Regions from separate parts of the Anas platyrhynchos genome. Here region 1 is linked to region 2. The links are chromatin contacts, called in public Hi-C maps. All regions are on one chromosome and are shown on one strand. Each heading gives the region's core, a stretch centred on a gene start, on an enhancer-like site or on the middle of the called end of the contact. The rest is flanking DNA. Distances are from core to core; before and after follow the strand shown. Region 1 has its middle 22 kb from the start of WASF3. Region 2 overlaps WASF3 (WASP family member 3).

Evidence for each region. Hi-C and Micro-C count contacts between places; a contact is called where the count stands out from the background.
Region 1: a Hi-C map of liver shows a contact between it and region 2, with 1.6 times the contacts expected there. The contact joins two enhancer-like sites. A contact is called at or near these places in 3 of 8 Hi-C or Micro-C datasets (F1 follicle, liver and skeletal muscle).

What each region holds. Positions count from the first base shown.
Region 1 is chr1:186,129,138-186,136,438 of IASCAAS_PekinDuck_T2T, forward strand. No RefSeq gene overlaps it. Among named protein-coding and RNA genes, the nearest start is that of WASF3, 22 kb to the left of the region's middle. Within about 2 kb of position 3,609, at least 4 of the 8 cell types and tissues checked have an H3K27ac peak or open chromatin away from gene starts, as enhancers often do.
Region 2 is chr1:186,038,471-186,046,112 of IASCAAS_PekinDuck_T2T, forward strand. WASF3 (WASP family member 3) reads right to left here. Exons shown (of 11, transcript XM_027469517.3): 11 at 6,482-7,642. Among named protein-coding and RNA genes, the nearest start is that of GPR12, 30 kb to the left of the region's middle. Within about 2 kb of position 4,156, at least 1 of the 8 cell types and tissues checked has an H3K27ac peak or open chromatin away from gene starts, as enhancers often do.

The DNA of each region.
Region 1 (7,301 bases), core at 2,359-4,858, 90 kb after region 2:
CCTGATCAAACTGTCTGAAGATGATTTGGATTAAATGGATGGGCTTTACCCAAAGCAGTCTCAGGCTCAGCTGAGGGCATGTAATCTGTGTCAGCACCGAATGAGCTTGGGAAGTGTACCCTCGCACAACAGCAGGCCATTTCTCCACTGGAGGATTTGCACTTTATTGCTTTCTCAGGCAAATATGCATCACCTCTTCCCTCTAAGGAGGGATGGGGATATGCGAAGATGATCACCGCACACAACCTTGCAGGCAGGATTCAAAGCAGACGTGTTTGCTGTTTCTTGGGACTAGAGGCTGAGGTCTGCTTCTAATTACGATATTGGTCCAATCCACACGGGATGCTGATTTGCCAAACACAAGGGTGGGGTTCTTTTAATTTATTGTGATTTGTGATATTGGTCTTGCTGAGTTTTCCTATCAATGACTCCATCCAGAAACATTGTTTTATGTCCTGAAAGGCCTCCTGAGGAAGGGGGAGCACTCAGCTCTGCTGCGAAGTTGTTATTCACGGACAATAGGCAATTGTTCAGGACCTGTGACATTGTATTTGGCTCCCAGATTATTCCTGTCCTTCTGGATTGCATCAGTACCCAACATGTCAACAAGAGTGTTACACTCAAATAGTTAGTTTTTCCTCTTCCATGCTCCTTCTTTTCCCGAGCTAGGATATACCTTTTCTCTAGAGTAATAATATTCACTGCCTCATTTTCTTGTGCTATGAAAATATATTGTTTCCTTTCTAAATAGTCTGTGTTTTACCCTAAAATATGATTTTATCCTCTGGGTTTGTAAAGAGACTCTATAATGTAACCCCAAATCTACTGTCTTTTATCCCATGTCTGTCTTCTCCTTTTGGTATCAGGGGAAAGAGGAGGTCATGCAGCTGGTACCTCTCATCTGACTTCACGGAGAACTCTGATCCGGACTGGTAGATACTGGACTGTACTCCCCGACACCACCTTTGCTCATCTGATAAACATTTTTTCTAAGTCTGGAACAGGGCTCCTGATAAGCCACTATGGTAGAATCTGCTTCAGTTGGTAAAACAGAAGTATGAATTATTTACTTTATATATATATATATATATATATATATATATATATATATATATATATATATATATATATATACACCATTGAATAGCACAACTTAATTGAACAGCAGGCCAACAGAGACTTGTGATTTGCTAATTTCTTTAAGTAGAATAAACTTAGACTTGGCAGTCAGGTTGCTGGATATGACATTTGTAAATTTGTGTTTAATTTTCAAGAACAAGTTTGGAAAGATGTTATAAAGCTAATTTGATGACTAACTGTTAAATACAGAGATGATATAATTAAAGATAGCTCATAGTTAACTGATACAAAATTATTCAAATGCTTATCCGGATAGATCATCGTATGTAGTTTTAAATAAAAATGCATATTAGATAGTTAGATTTGGAAAAAAGTTGTGTTTTCAGTGCAATTCTTTGGCTCAAACTGTTTTTCAAAATGCATTGTCATCTTGTTCTGCCAGACTGAGAAATTCAAGAGCACAAAGGAGAGAAGCCAGTACAAGACTGTGATTTGCAAGATTTCTTTAAAAATCTCGTAGCAGAAAATGCTTGTTCTGCTTTACAATTTCTTCTTAAAGAAAGCAATAGCCTCTGTCAGTAATTTTTGTATGACTGGTCAAGAGTAAATCTAGCAAAGTGTTACCCATGTCCTAACTCATTGCAATATAACAGAAGTAATAAGCTTTCTCTGTGTGATTTTTTTCCTTTTTATTATTCATATTTACATCTCAAAGTCATTTAATAAATGCAATATGCTTCATTGTACTTCTAGCATATCCCAGAATAGAACATTTGTTTTGGTTTCTTCAGGAGACGGTGTCTGTATTTTTTGTGGCTTTGTGGCACATGCTGCCCAACATGTATCAGGCATCTGTGGGCAGCAAGGTCTGTTTTTGCAGGCTTTATGTTCTGGCTATTGCCAATCCTTCCTCCGTTAGGAAAGAGCTTTACAGCAGCAAGGAAATGCAGCAGGCATCACAAAACCTGCATGAACCAAAAGCATAATCAAATGGTTCCAGAATTATCCCTCTCCTCACCTTCCTCTTTGTGTGGCTGGCTACATGCTGGTCTCCTTCTGGTGACCAGCGAGCAGGGATTTCCACCTCCCACCTGAATAGAGATTGTAGCTCTCAGATGAAACAATAGGTATCAGGGAAACACAGCCTGACACTCAGATCATGCAAATTTCTGAAGTCAGGCTGCACTTTAGATAGGTTTCAGAAGACTTTGCTTCACAAGGCTCCTGTCTTGTGGGAGCATGACTCAGAGCACGGGGTGATGTGATTAGACCGTGATACTTCAGGTTTGCTGCTAATGATAGGAGACATTGCAGCTGCTTATTCCTAGGAGGAGAAAAGAGGCTGGGAAAGAGACTTACTTCTGCCTGAAAAGGACAGTTTTCCATGAGCACTCAGCATTAAGAGATAGCAGACCTAAGAATAGTTCTTAGCAGATGTTTTGGGATCCAGTCAGTCTCTCCGGGTAAAGGCTCCCTAACAACTGCCATCGACTTTATCAAATCTTTGTGATTCCTGCAGATTAGCACCTCTGCCTCGCCTTGCCAGCCTCATCTGAGCCCTCCTCAAAAGTCAACACAGACACTGCAGGTAGGACAAAGCAACACTTACCCAGCAAGATAAAGGTCAGGTTTTTGTTAGAAGGTTGCAAATTAAGTTACCAGCAAAGCATAAATACAGTTTTTAATCTCAGCCCTACAACACAATGTGTCTCTATTTGCTCTTGTACCTACCTATCTTTGCCACTCCTAGTAGCAATGGCTGAAGGCCTTGAGTACCATCCCACCATCCAGGTGTCATCCCTTTCCATACAGAAAGAGAAAACCTCTTCCCCTGCACAGATCTGCTTTATAGACCTTAGAAATGAAGACAGAGATGCAAAGGCAAATGCTGAGCATCTAGGTTTTAGGCTGGAGATGAAAACTAGTTAAATACCTACGGACCATTTCTTCTCTGGTCTCTGGTCAAGGTAACATAACACATTGCTGTTATGTACTTCACCTGTAATTGATCACAGAAAAAAATATGTTGTGAAGCTCATGTGAATTACTGAATGTTTGGAACTCATATATCCACTTAAATATTGTCTTATTTTATTTCTCCTCCCTTCCAGCCAATGTCACAACCAGCCGAGCAGAGCTTCTGAAGGTCTTGTTTATCTCTGATAGCATGAAGCAGACCAAATACTATCAATGGGCTGTGGCTGGAAAGCATTACCATGGAGGAAAAATAACCCAGTCGAATAAACATGGGCCAGCTTTGGCTAACACCTCAGGGTGAAATCTCTAGGTCACTTGGGCTGAACATGACAGTAGGAAATGGGTCAGGCATGCAGGGCCCAGCTCCCCCTGTTCTCCAGTCTCTGAAGTCAGTCTTCGCAGGCTAAGCAAGCAGTGGATGTTTTTCTGCTGCCCCAGTGGGTTGAACTGACTCTAAAAGGGGACAGACGAGCCTGCAGGGAAGGATGGAGACAACGACCCTTGTGGAGGACAGGGCAGTGGGGAAGAGGCAGAAGTGGAGCAGGGAGTTGTTGCAGTGGCGGCGAGGTATCGCAGCAGCTCAGTTGTACCACACAACTGTGCCCCAGTTCTCTGCACAGTCATCAGAGAGAAACAGTCATGTTTTGAAAAGGTTGGTTTTCAAAGACACAATGAGTTTCCTGACTGACACCTCCACAGTAAATGTGTATGGATTTCCTCAGATAACATGCAGCTCAGAAAATTGCAGGCTTTGAGTGCCTGTGTAAGTTTCACTACTTTGATTTCCATAGGTCAGCTAATGGCTGTGAAATTCCCTCCCCGCTCTTAGTCTGAACATTACATCCACAGTTTAAAAGCATTCATATGTTTACTCCTATGCTAGAAAAAGAAAGAAGCTACATGGGCTACGTGGTGTATTATACGCCTTGATGCAGCTAGAGGGAAAGACTGTTCATCAGCAAGGCTGTAACCCTAGGTGAATAAATACATAAAACAGCTTCTGCAGCACAACCCAGCTTCGAGCGCCAGGAAGAATCAGGTCCTAATTCTGCAAAGATATTATCAGCTGCCACTGCAGCACCTATTGTTTCTATTCACAAGCTCCCTCCTGTATCTTTGCCTCTTTCACTACACCAGTTTCAGGCCACTGAGAAAGCCTTCAGTTTCCAAATCACACTCAAGCTACTGTAACCCCTGGATGCACTTGAAAGCAGCAGAATCTGATTTGTTTTTGCTCTATTATCTCAAGTTTCCTCCCCTGACCTCTTGAAGAGATACCATTGAAACGCTCTGAAAAGAAACTCTGACTTGCTCGTTACATAAACTTTCAAACAAAAGGCATGAATAATTAGCTCGCCCAATTTTGTGTGCTAGCAGAGCCCTTATTAACAGACAGCAACCCTAGAAAGACATTTTTCTTTATCCAAAGCAAAACCACAGTGCTCTGACACTCTAACGGTGAGAGAAAACTTGCACAGTGTTGATCTACTGCACTTTCATAGATGACATAATGCTGTTAATTAATGGACTCCAGGGAGTCTTCTTGGTTTGCCTTTGTCTGCAAGAACATTTAAACACAAACTTTTCTATCACTGACCTAAACTGCCTTTTAGGGGCCAACTCTGCATTGCATTTGCTACGGAGACAAACACCCTGCACAAACACAGAGTGAAATAGCTGTGCAGCAAAGCAGCAGCATCTGGGGTCAGGGGGAGTTCACGCAGCACTTGGTATTCCTCTGTTAGTGGTGGGAGTATCTCACATGTAGGACGTGGTACCCATTTGCACAAAGTGAAGCTAAAGCTCAAACAGAGCTGGGGATGGTCACTTGGTTGTCAGACAGCTGCTGTTACAGCTGAACAAGAGCCTGACATGGCTGTTGTTCAGTCACTGTGAAACCTGTGGCCTCCTCCTCAAAATGGTGGTACCCTCGTGACTGGCCTGTGTTTCCCTCAGGACACAGAGAAATTTGCACCTTTATGACTGTCTCCATGCAGACAACAATAAGAGAAGCTGGCACTATCTATGGGAGACAAGGGGGGTTATTGTACAGATCACAGCCACAGTTTTGGGCTGTGAAAGGCTCAAACAGCTTCATTTAGAACAATGTCCTCTCCCAGGGGAAAATGAGGAGCACAGGGAAAACGAAAAATATCCCAGAGGTCTCAGCTCATCTGGAAGGACTCCAGTGACCTTGCACAGGCCCTCCATGGTGTATTCAGAGGGTTTGGAGACTGTCTTTGGTTCTGGTCTTGCATCAGTGCAGACATAGCCAGACTTGTTCAGTGTATTCCGTGTGAAAGTTGTGGGTTGAGTTGAAAACACAGCTGGGCTCAGGTGCGTGCTATGACACAGCTAAACAAGGGGACATTTGGGTGTTCCCTACAAGGATCTGTCTGTGAGCAACCTGCCTGTTCTGCCCTTACGGTCAAGGCAGTCTCTGGCTCTTGTGGACAGCTTTACTCCTCTTAAAGTGGACATTTATTTTCTACATTACTGTTTTGATTTGTATCCCAAATGAGCTTTTGAAGTGATTCTTCTGATCATCTTCATGAGGCTTTCCATGGATACTGAGAACATTTGTCCCAGCATTCTCCTCTGTATTTTAGGGTGGGGTTTTCAAGCAACCAAAAAAAAAACACATCACATTTCAAAACTTGGCCAAACACTGCTTCACTCCCAGAAGGAGCTACGTTTTGTTCTTCCTTAACAATAGCCCTAACATCTGATCAATGAAGTCTGATCATGCCAGTAAAGGAGAACCTGGACCAGGCTTGGCCGTGGCAGACAAGGTGGGGATGGATTTAAGCCCCTGTGAACTCCATGGTTATCAAGCAAGTGTTGTGCTAACTGTTTCCTCATGGACATGAGATGAAGTCCTGGGTCACTGGAGCCCCAGTCCAGCCGACAGACTATTGAGCAGCTCCCATCATTCCTTAACTGGGCCAAGGGCACAGCTGGAGAGGGGAATTCGATCTGAACACTGCAGCTTGGTGAAAAAGTATTGACTTCACATTCCCTTTTGTTTCTGGGTAGAAGTTTGTCAACTACCATATTTTTTATTTTTTTGGCAGAAAAGAGAGAGTCTCAATGGATATTCACCTGGAAATTAAAAAGAAGGTATTTTTGTGAAAAGAAATGCAATATCTTTGGGTGAAAAACATCTGTGAAAATTATTCTTTATCTAATAAGATCAATGCAAAAGTCCATGCATGCTGGATTTCAGATTTCTTATATCTGCGTGGGTTTCAATGGGTCCTTCTTCTTTCTGTTCGCTGATGCAGGAGCTTCACATGTGTGCTCTACCTGCACCAGTGGGGGCAGTCACCCTCATTTCTTCCATCAAAATTATTCAATTTCATTGGATAAAAAAAAAAAAAAAAAGCACTGCTTGAGTGAAGCAGGCTCAGCCATCTTTCACTGAAGCACACTGCTCTGGGCTGGTCTTCTCCAGGGTTTGGACCAGCAATTCCATTTTGGCCATGTGCCTATAAAAATGATATATTGCTGAGAAAGAAACAGGGCACTGATGTCAACTCCCAGACAGATTTGTCCACAGCTAACCTGTTGCTGGGTTTCAGTAAGCCCCTTGCATACATCCACGTGTTGTCACTGCTCATGTATTCTGACTGTGTAAGCATGTTAGGACGTGGAGGAACCCTTTATTTGATATTTGTACAACACTTAACACAATGAAGTTTGGAATATTTTGGTTTTGTTTGTTTCAGAAGGGACCCTAGAAAGAAATACAAAACAAACAAAGGCAAAAAGAAATACAAGAATGAAAGAAGATGGTTTTGCTTGCTATCTGATGCATCTTATCCTAAGACACCACAAGTTTGTTTTGCTGAATTTAAATAAAAAATGTGAATTTTCTCATCTGACCATGGAAACGGAACACAAATGTGAAGTCAGCATGATTTAAAGATTTGCAACCTGATCCAGTCAGGTCATGGAGTGCTAAGAGATTTCTAGTCATCTAAATCAAGGAATTGTGTGAGCTGTGGGGCCAATAAATCCCGATTTCCTGTGTCCATCTGCATAAAGTCTCTGCTGACCAGCAGGGGGAAACTCGTTATTTTTTTCCTTCCAGAAAGGAAGGAAACTTACTCAAACCACTAGAGACCACTTCATCTCTGATTTCTGAGATACTGTGGGAGGGGCAGGATTTGTGATCTGCAGAACGACCCCACGAGCTCCCCCAGAGGAGCCACGGGAAGCCAGCGTGCTGACCAGTGCTCTGG
Region 2 (7,642 bases), core at 2,906-5,405:
ACTAATTTGTGGGGAAAAAAAAAAAAAAAAGAAACTGAAACCTTACCAAGTTACACGGGAACATTTACTCTGTGACTGTGCAGTAGAATTAAATACAGGCTTTAAGAGTTTGGGGAGCAGTGAGCTGTGTGAATCTCCATCTCTTGGCTGGGTTCTCATGTGGCTAAATCTTAATTAGAAGAAACTCCTCGGCTTGCCCCTTTTGTCCACTGGAGGTCAGCATCTTTCTACAGAAATACCGCTCCTCTTCTCTGGTGTCAAGGTTTGCAGGGGACAGAAGCATCACAGCAGCACCCAGTTCTGACACCAGATTTTGAGGCTCCTGGTGCAATGCGATGAAGGCAGAAGCCTGGTGCGGGTCCATCACGCTCAAGGGGAAGATCTCCACTCACACTTCCCTTCTCCATCAAGCTAAGGATTGAATATCCTGACGCAAAGAAGTGAATGAAGCCCACATTCATCATTTTCCCAGGTGCTGGGCAGGCTCCAGCAGGGCAGGGGCTGCCAGGGCCCTCTCCCAGCTGCAGTGGGAGCCAAACCCTCGCTCCCCTCCCAGCTCTGTCAGCACCTCACCGAGCGGGGAGCTCGTAGCTGGTGACACCGCGCTCAGATATTTCCAGGCTTACTTCATTATCTGGCCTCGTATTTGAACCAAACTCAAAAACGTAATGGCCATACGATGGTTTTCACTATCTCGTTAATCCTACTTGGCTCGTTTTCTGGGATTAGCACCGGGGAAGCCGCCTGCTCAGGCAGCCACGCTGTGCCCCGGAGAGCTCTGCTGCACCACATCGCCCTCAGAAGCACGACAGCAACGCTGCTTCACCTTACGAGGCACTGGGGGCGAAGATGCAGGTTTCTGCCTCTCCCAGACTTAGAGATATAAGGTGTTGAGGACTGACAGCATTAGTGGACAAGAGTGAACGTGTACTGGAAGTGTGGACAGCTGCAAAACTCTTTGGCAGTCAGGCACTAATCACAGCCGCTCTTGGGCACTGTCCATACCAATATTTTGGGCCACCAGTGCTTCTGAAGCAAATCTGCTTGTTCCCACTCACCATCCCTTAATTCACGTGATGGAGCAGTGCATGAGTTCAGCTCCTTCCAGGTGAGGCTAAGCCTAAGACATTGCCCTCTCTGGGTTTTGTTCACCAAACCAGACTAAAACCAGGATGAAGCAGAACTCCTGAAATGTCCGAAGTGCTGACCAGTGCTCACTGCTCGGATTTACAGACACGCTCTGTGAGGTTCACTGAACACAGACACGGTCTGACCAGCTCGTTAATGTTATCAAGGACTCTTTTTACCCATCCGTCTGTCTAAATTAGGCGCCAACAAGAAAACGCGAGGCATTAAGCGTGGTTAGGTGTGACCGTCCCCAGTGCCACATATCCGAAGAGATGGAACCCCCCAAATCCACATCCCTGTTTTTAACTTCTGTTCTAAGAAACAAACGATGCCCTGACACCTTCGGTTCTGTCCCATCAAGAAGTCAGGTGTCCTACAGGGTCAGCTTTGCTTTTACCTTCCAATACTTCTCCATTTCCATTGCATTTACTCTTCTTGAGCCTACAGTTTTTTGCACTCCCTATCTCCTGGGCAGCATTGGAGTATCCCTGGATTTAGCAAACAGATAGGTTGCAGCCCAACAAAACAGAAGCAATGCCCGCAGCAGGCTGGTAATTACAGCAATCGTGCAAAGCTCACACCTGGAAGCCTTAAAATTGAGCTGTGCTTTGGAAGTACATTTTACCCACACATTCCTTAAACATCCACCCTGATTTTCCGTGCTTTACTTTGCGAGCAGAAAACACCCCTGGTTCACTGCACTCCTTTTAATAATTCCTGCATTCATGAATTTTAGAAAAGATCTATTTACTATTTAAATGCCATCTTAATCTATTCGCCCTAATCGGGTAGCAAGGCCAGCAGCGTGTCAGTGCTGTGTGTACTCCCACGCCTCGTATGATCAATGAAAGAAATAAAGGCTGAAGCACACAGATGGCTGGATTGAAAGGAAAGGTCATTACATACGGGAACTGATGAGGTGAAGAGAATAAAATATGTAAGGTGACCTTCAGGGAGAAGGTTAAAACTTTGCCTCGCCATCCAGAGGGCATTTTGGTGTGGAGATAAAACAAATACAACGTGGCATCAATTATTCATTGAGATATCTTCACCTCTTCTTTAGCACAGGAAAGATCTTGGCCTTTCTCTTCTTCCCCATCTCGGTCCTAAAATCTCTATTTTCCCATTTGCCATTTAAGACAGGAAAGAACACCCTGAATTTATGGTGTTATTGTCCCCGTTTAACTGAGGCATCCTGCACTTCAATGTTTTTTCTCTTCCTATAGCATCTAAGAAAAGCCAGACAAGCCTCCGTGTCTCATCGCAAACAACCGTAGCTGTTAGCAGCTGCCTCCCAATTTGGTGTATTTTAACAAGATTTAGAAATCCCCAAAGTGAGGATTTATTATCTCTTTCAGCAAAGAATGAAGTAAATCTATCAAGCCGTATAAATAATTCATACAAATTCTAGAAACGTATCGAGGAATATAGGTCAGGAGGGGCAGCAGAGGAGAGGGGTGGAATGCCCTTCACTTGGAGCATGTGGTAGGCCTAAATTCAGTTTTCCAGACAGATTATGTCAACTTAAAGAATGGAGATGGCTCTTAAATCATTTAAAAAGCAAAGGGTGACTTGACAGCCGCTAGGGGTTTTGAAGAGAATACGGAGGATGAGATAAAATACAACTTTATTTTTCAGATAAGAATTTGTCTTATGTAAGTTAGGTGGGTACAAAGAAGGCGATCTTGGGTATCTTTGTAAAAAAAAGGTTTGTGATATGTCACAGTGGTGATTTTCAACAGTGGAAGGAAGCCAGCGATCCATCACCGAGAGAAGCAATGAGGCAACCAGCAGGAGCCATAGATTTTGAGTAAACTCCAAATGCTCCCAGGAACCACTGACATTTATAAATAATGGAAAGCTGAGTGTATGTCAGTATTTCAAATTAGAAACCGAAGCATAGCACTTCACATGTGTATTGGGTTTATGTGGCGAGGTTTTGGTAGTGGGGGCTGCAGGGGTGGCCTCTGTGAGAAGAATCCAGAAACTGCCCCGCGTCAGAGCCGAGCCATGAACAATGTTTGCACCTCTGGGAGAGCAGATTGAGAAAGGGGGGAAAAATCTGGTGAGCTACGGCAGCTGGGAGAGAGGGGTGAGAGCTGAGAGAGCAGCAGCCCTGCAGCCCCCAGGTGAGTGCAGCAGGAGGGCAGGAGGTGCTCCAGGCAGGCAGCAGCAGTTCCCCTGCGGCCTGTGGAGAGGCCCCTGGTGGAGCAGGCTGTCCCCCTGCAGCCCATGGGTCCCACATGGAGCAGATCTCCACGCTGCAGCTCCTTTACACTGAGTGTTTTGCCCATGACAGTAAGTGGTGAGCAATCTCCTTGTCCTTATCTTGGCCCTTGAGCCCTTTTCCAACATATTTTCTCTCCCTCTTCTTTTGAGGGGCAAGGAGAGACGGGCTGTGGTGGGGTTCTGCTGCCCATCGGTGTGCAACCACCTCCCTTTGGCTGCCCTTTGAAGAACATGAAACACACAGAAGAAAATTCTTCTTGCCCAAATGCAGAAGCAACATCCACAGCATAATGGAAATCAGAAGCGGTTTAGGCTGCTGCTTGAAACCAGCCTAAGAAAAAGTTTTAGGAAGTACGCTAAATTTGGAAGGAAAACAAAACACCAGAAGGAAGAAAAGAGAATGGTGCAGAGGGACAGGCTGCTGGCGAAAATCAGCAGTGGACTAGTAACTTCAGAAAAGCAAAAGGTAATGCTGCAAGGGTTGGCGACTGCATCCAATTTAAGGGTGAAAAGCAAGAGCTGCAGGCAACTCAAGTCAGAGAAAGGTAACTGATAAGGGACTAGGAAGTTTTTACTAGAAAATTTACTACAGAAACAAAGCATTAGCAGCAGAATTACCCTGAAAAATGAATGAAGAATGAATCAGTTGGCTGCCATTGCGAGGCATCACAGCTTCCATGAGAACTGGAGGAAAGCTAGCGAGGTGAGCTCTGCCACATCCCTCAGCACACACTGTGGGACTCCTGCTTCCTAGAGCTGCTCTCACAGACACTTGGGACGGACAGCCCAGGATTATTGCTTTAGGGTAGGTTCGCCAGATTCCCAACCCTCATTTCCTTCCCTTCCCCTGCATCACGTTGGTGTGAGTGAGCGCTGAGCGGGACGGCAGCTGTGTGTCCCTCCGAGGCACTCAGCAGCACTGTCACACCACGCAGAGGACACCAAGCTGCTCAGACCTCTAAGGAGCGGCTGCCCTCAGCCCTAATCCCTGGAGTACTTTGCATGTGGCCTCCCCAGGAGCGCAGAGCACGAGTCCCTCCTGCTCCAGCTAATCAGATAAGAACTTCTTTATTTATCTGCGACATTAAGGATTAATCTCCAGAGACTACTATATTTAGCTAAGAGTCTTAAAGGCTACTTGTTTTCTTACGGCACTGAAAAAAAACACCAGCCCGGCACAAACATCTGAGACTGCTTCCCCCACGTACAAGCATGCACCCGCATCACCCGGACAAGAACTCACAGCTCCAGAGAGATGTGAAGATATTGGATAGCGCGTGAGCAATCACTGCCTCCAGCTAAAGAAGGCAAATACAAAATTCCTTCTCCCTGTCCTGCACTTAACATTTTTCTTTCCAGTGTTCCCCTTCTTTCTATTCCCCTCTTGAAAGAAAGATGTTTGACTGGAAACCTACAGCAAGTCCTTCTAAGTCCCCACACTTCCTTTCAAGTCCTCATTGAACAACCTGCCCAAAGCTCTGCTCGTTCTTTTGTGGCTGATGCCAGGGCCTGAGGGCTTCCAGCAGGGATCATTTATTTCCATCCCCGTACATCGCCAGGCACATTGATAATGCTTCAGTACCTGAACACAAAGCTGCATCAAGATGCTGCAGAAGCTCCTTGTACACGTGTGTGTGTGCACATCCCTAAGTACTTGTAGCAGAAACCCCTCAAACTCGCTCAGAATTAACAAGGCAGCCCGGCTGCCCTCCAAAGGGCAAGAAACTTTCCCCAGAGTTGACCCCACCAGGTTGGAGCTCTGTGTAGTTTTCAGAGGAATCTTTGCATGGCTCTCAGCCGCAAGACTGGCATTGAATTTCCATTATCTGCAGGTTTATACCCCCTTCAGCGTACGTTGATGTTTTAAAGTAACACATTCGCTGCACTCTTTAGGTGTGTTGTGTCAAGTGGAAAGGAACACCTCTTTCGTCTTAAAAACAATGCCCAGCACGTGATGAGGCAGCACCTGAAAAATACATCCCAAAAACAGATTTTCCAACAAGGACTCTTCCTTTCCTGCTGAATCAATTCACACACCGCAAACTTGGATCAGATTTGAGCTTGTTCTGAAACTGCATGCACCTCTCTTACAATAAAGATCTCCATTCAGTTCATCTTGGTTCTGAGAAATCTGAAAAACCAACAATCCAACTGGTCTGTCAGGTTAGCTGCAGGGAAATACTCTTTAACATTCAAAATATTAAATAATATTTAATATCCAAAAAGAGCCATAAAAGCTGTAGAGAACAGTAAGCTGAGTGATGTCAATCATCAGTCCAACTGATACATGAGTATTTACCGTGTTTAAATACTGGTATCAGCTGGCTTTACTAAATGAGCCTTTGAATCAGAGTTGCAAGTCCATATATTCAGTTTGTATTTAGAACTGGTGTCTCTGCTCTCAATTACCTGAATTAAGTTCAAATCAGAGAAAAAAATGTGCACTAGAAGGACGGAATTTTCAGTTCTGAGTAAAAATGAATTCATTTTTCCAGGGAACAACCAAGTTTAAAATGCACAAATAATCTGTTTAACTTGCAGTTAGGCTACTAGGTTACTCAATAGTTTTATGTGAGTTCTTCCCATCATGATAGAAAAGCTTATCCTGTTACCATGTGAGGTTTTAACTCGATTAAAAAATTTAATTACAAATGCTCTGTAGGAGGCAAACATGGCCTTGCATTTTACAGTAGTGTGCTTGGTATCATTAATCTACAAAGACTCTTCCTTATAAAAAAGGTGGGGGGAAAGGGGCTTATTAATACCATTGGTATGTTCTGCCCTGTTCTCTCTGAGAGCCAAGGTGCTGCTTAATGTTTCCCTAAAAAAAATTAACCTATCTGTAGGGAAATTAATACCTGTATACACCAGCCAAGAACTGTAACTCAGAGTTTGAATCCAGGTTGAAAAGAAAACAAAAGTGAATTAGGAAAAAAACATTAGTTAGGCACAGCAGTGCCTTAATGAAGTCTGTATTCGCAGACTCTGGCCTATGTCCCAATAAAACTGTGGCTCCTGGGATCACAGACAGCATTTAGAAGTGTTCTATTTTCATTTCTGTTATTCAACAAAGGGATGACGTTTAACGGTAAAATCTTAGTAATCTAAGGAAAGAAAGACAGGCTCAAAAGTGAGATTTTATTCATATCTGTTACTTATTCACAACCCAAAGTATGATAAAACTGATAAAAAGAGCCTAGAATGTTAGTTTACATCACTAAATTCACATTTTTATTAATTAATACTGAAAGGAAAATGACAACATAGCAGGTTCAGAAAAACAGGTTGGCTACTAAGACTGAAAAATCTACACCACCTTAACCGGTCACAACTGGTTGCTTGTTTAACGTTTATTATTTAAAAACAACAAATTACAAAATTTCAGATACACCCAGCCTCTGTGCTCATAAAATAAATCTTCTGTCATATCAAACTTCAGGAGAATGGAAAGAATTTTCTGCTGATATATTTCAACGCATAGTAAAAGAATACTGAGTGCTCTCCCCACCTGTACAGCAGCGTAACACTGCAGTCTGAGTCGCGCCTCGATCCGACTCATCTGGAGAACCATTTTGCAAGCCACCATGCAAGTGCGTCGTTATGATCAGGATGAACCATCCCTCGTGCATTAATGAAACCATCATCAAGCTACGGCCTCTGTGGACACGCAGACCTCAGACTCCAGTGCACAAAATAAAGCAAAAAGTCAGCTTTGTATTTAAGGCAAAGACGAGAACTGATCTAGCAAACTGAGATGAGTACCTTCAGCTGCCACTGATTAACAGGAACTGTAGTTGCAGACTGCATTATGCAGAGATCGGTTGTACTTTATAAGATAAATCTTTAACATCAACATTGAGGCAGCACGTTGCCACCCTACCATATAAACAACCATCACAAATTGAAAAAAATATATGCAGGTTCAACAGCAATGAAATATCCAGCAGCTTGCATGCAAACATCATGTTAGGCTGTTACATTCTCAGGACTAAAAACTGTTAATTGTGTAAACAGAGGTTAGATAATCATCTTCCATTTCATTTTATTTGTTTTCATTTTTATATACTCTTTTTCTTTGTAATTTTTAAGAACAGACAGGGCCTCGCAGAACAAAGGTGTTTTACCAAATGTTTAGACCTGGAATTACGCTGACTTCTGTAACAAAGATTAAAATTAATCTGTTAATGAAATAACTTTCTCTTCTTATTAATACATTTTAAAAGCCTCATTAGGCAAAGCAGCAGCCCTACTCCCAGTCCAAAAGAAAAAAAAAACATTTTAATAC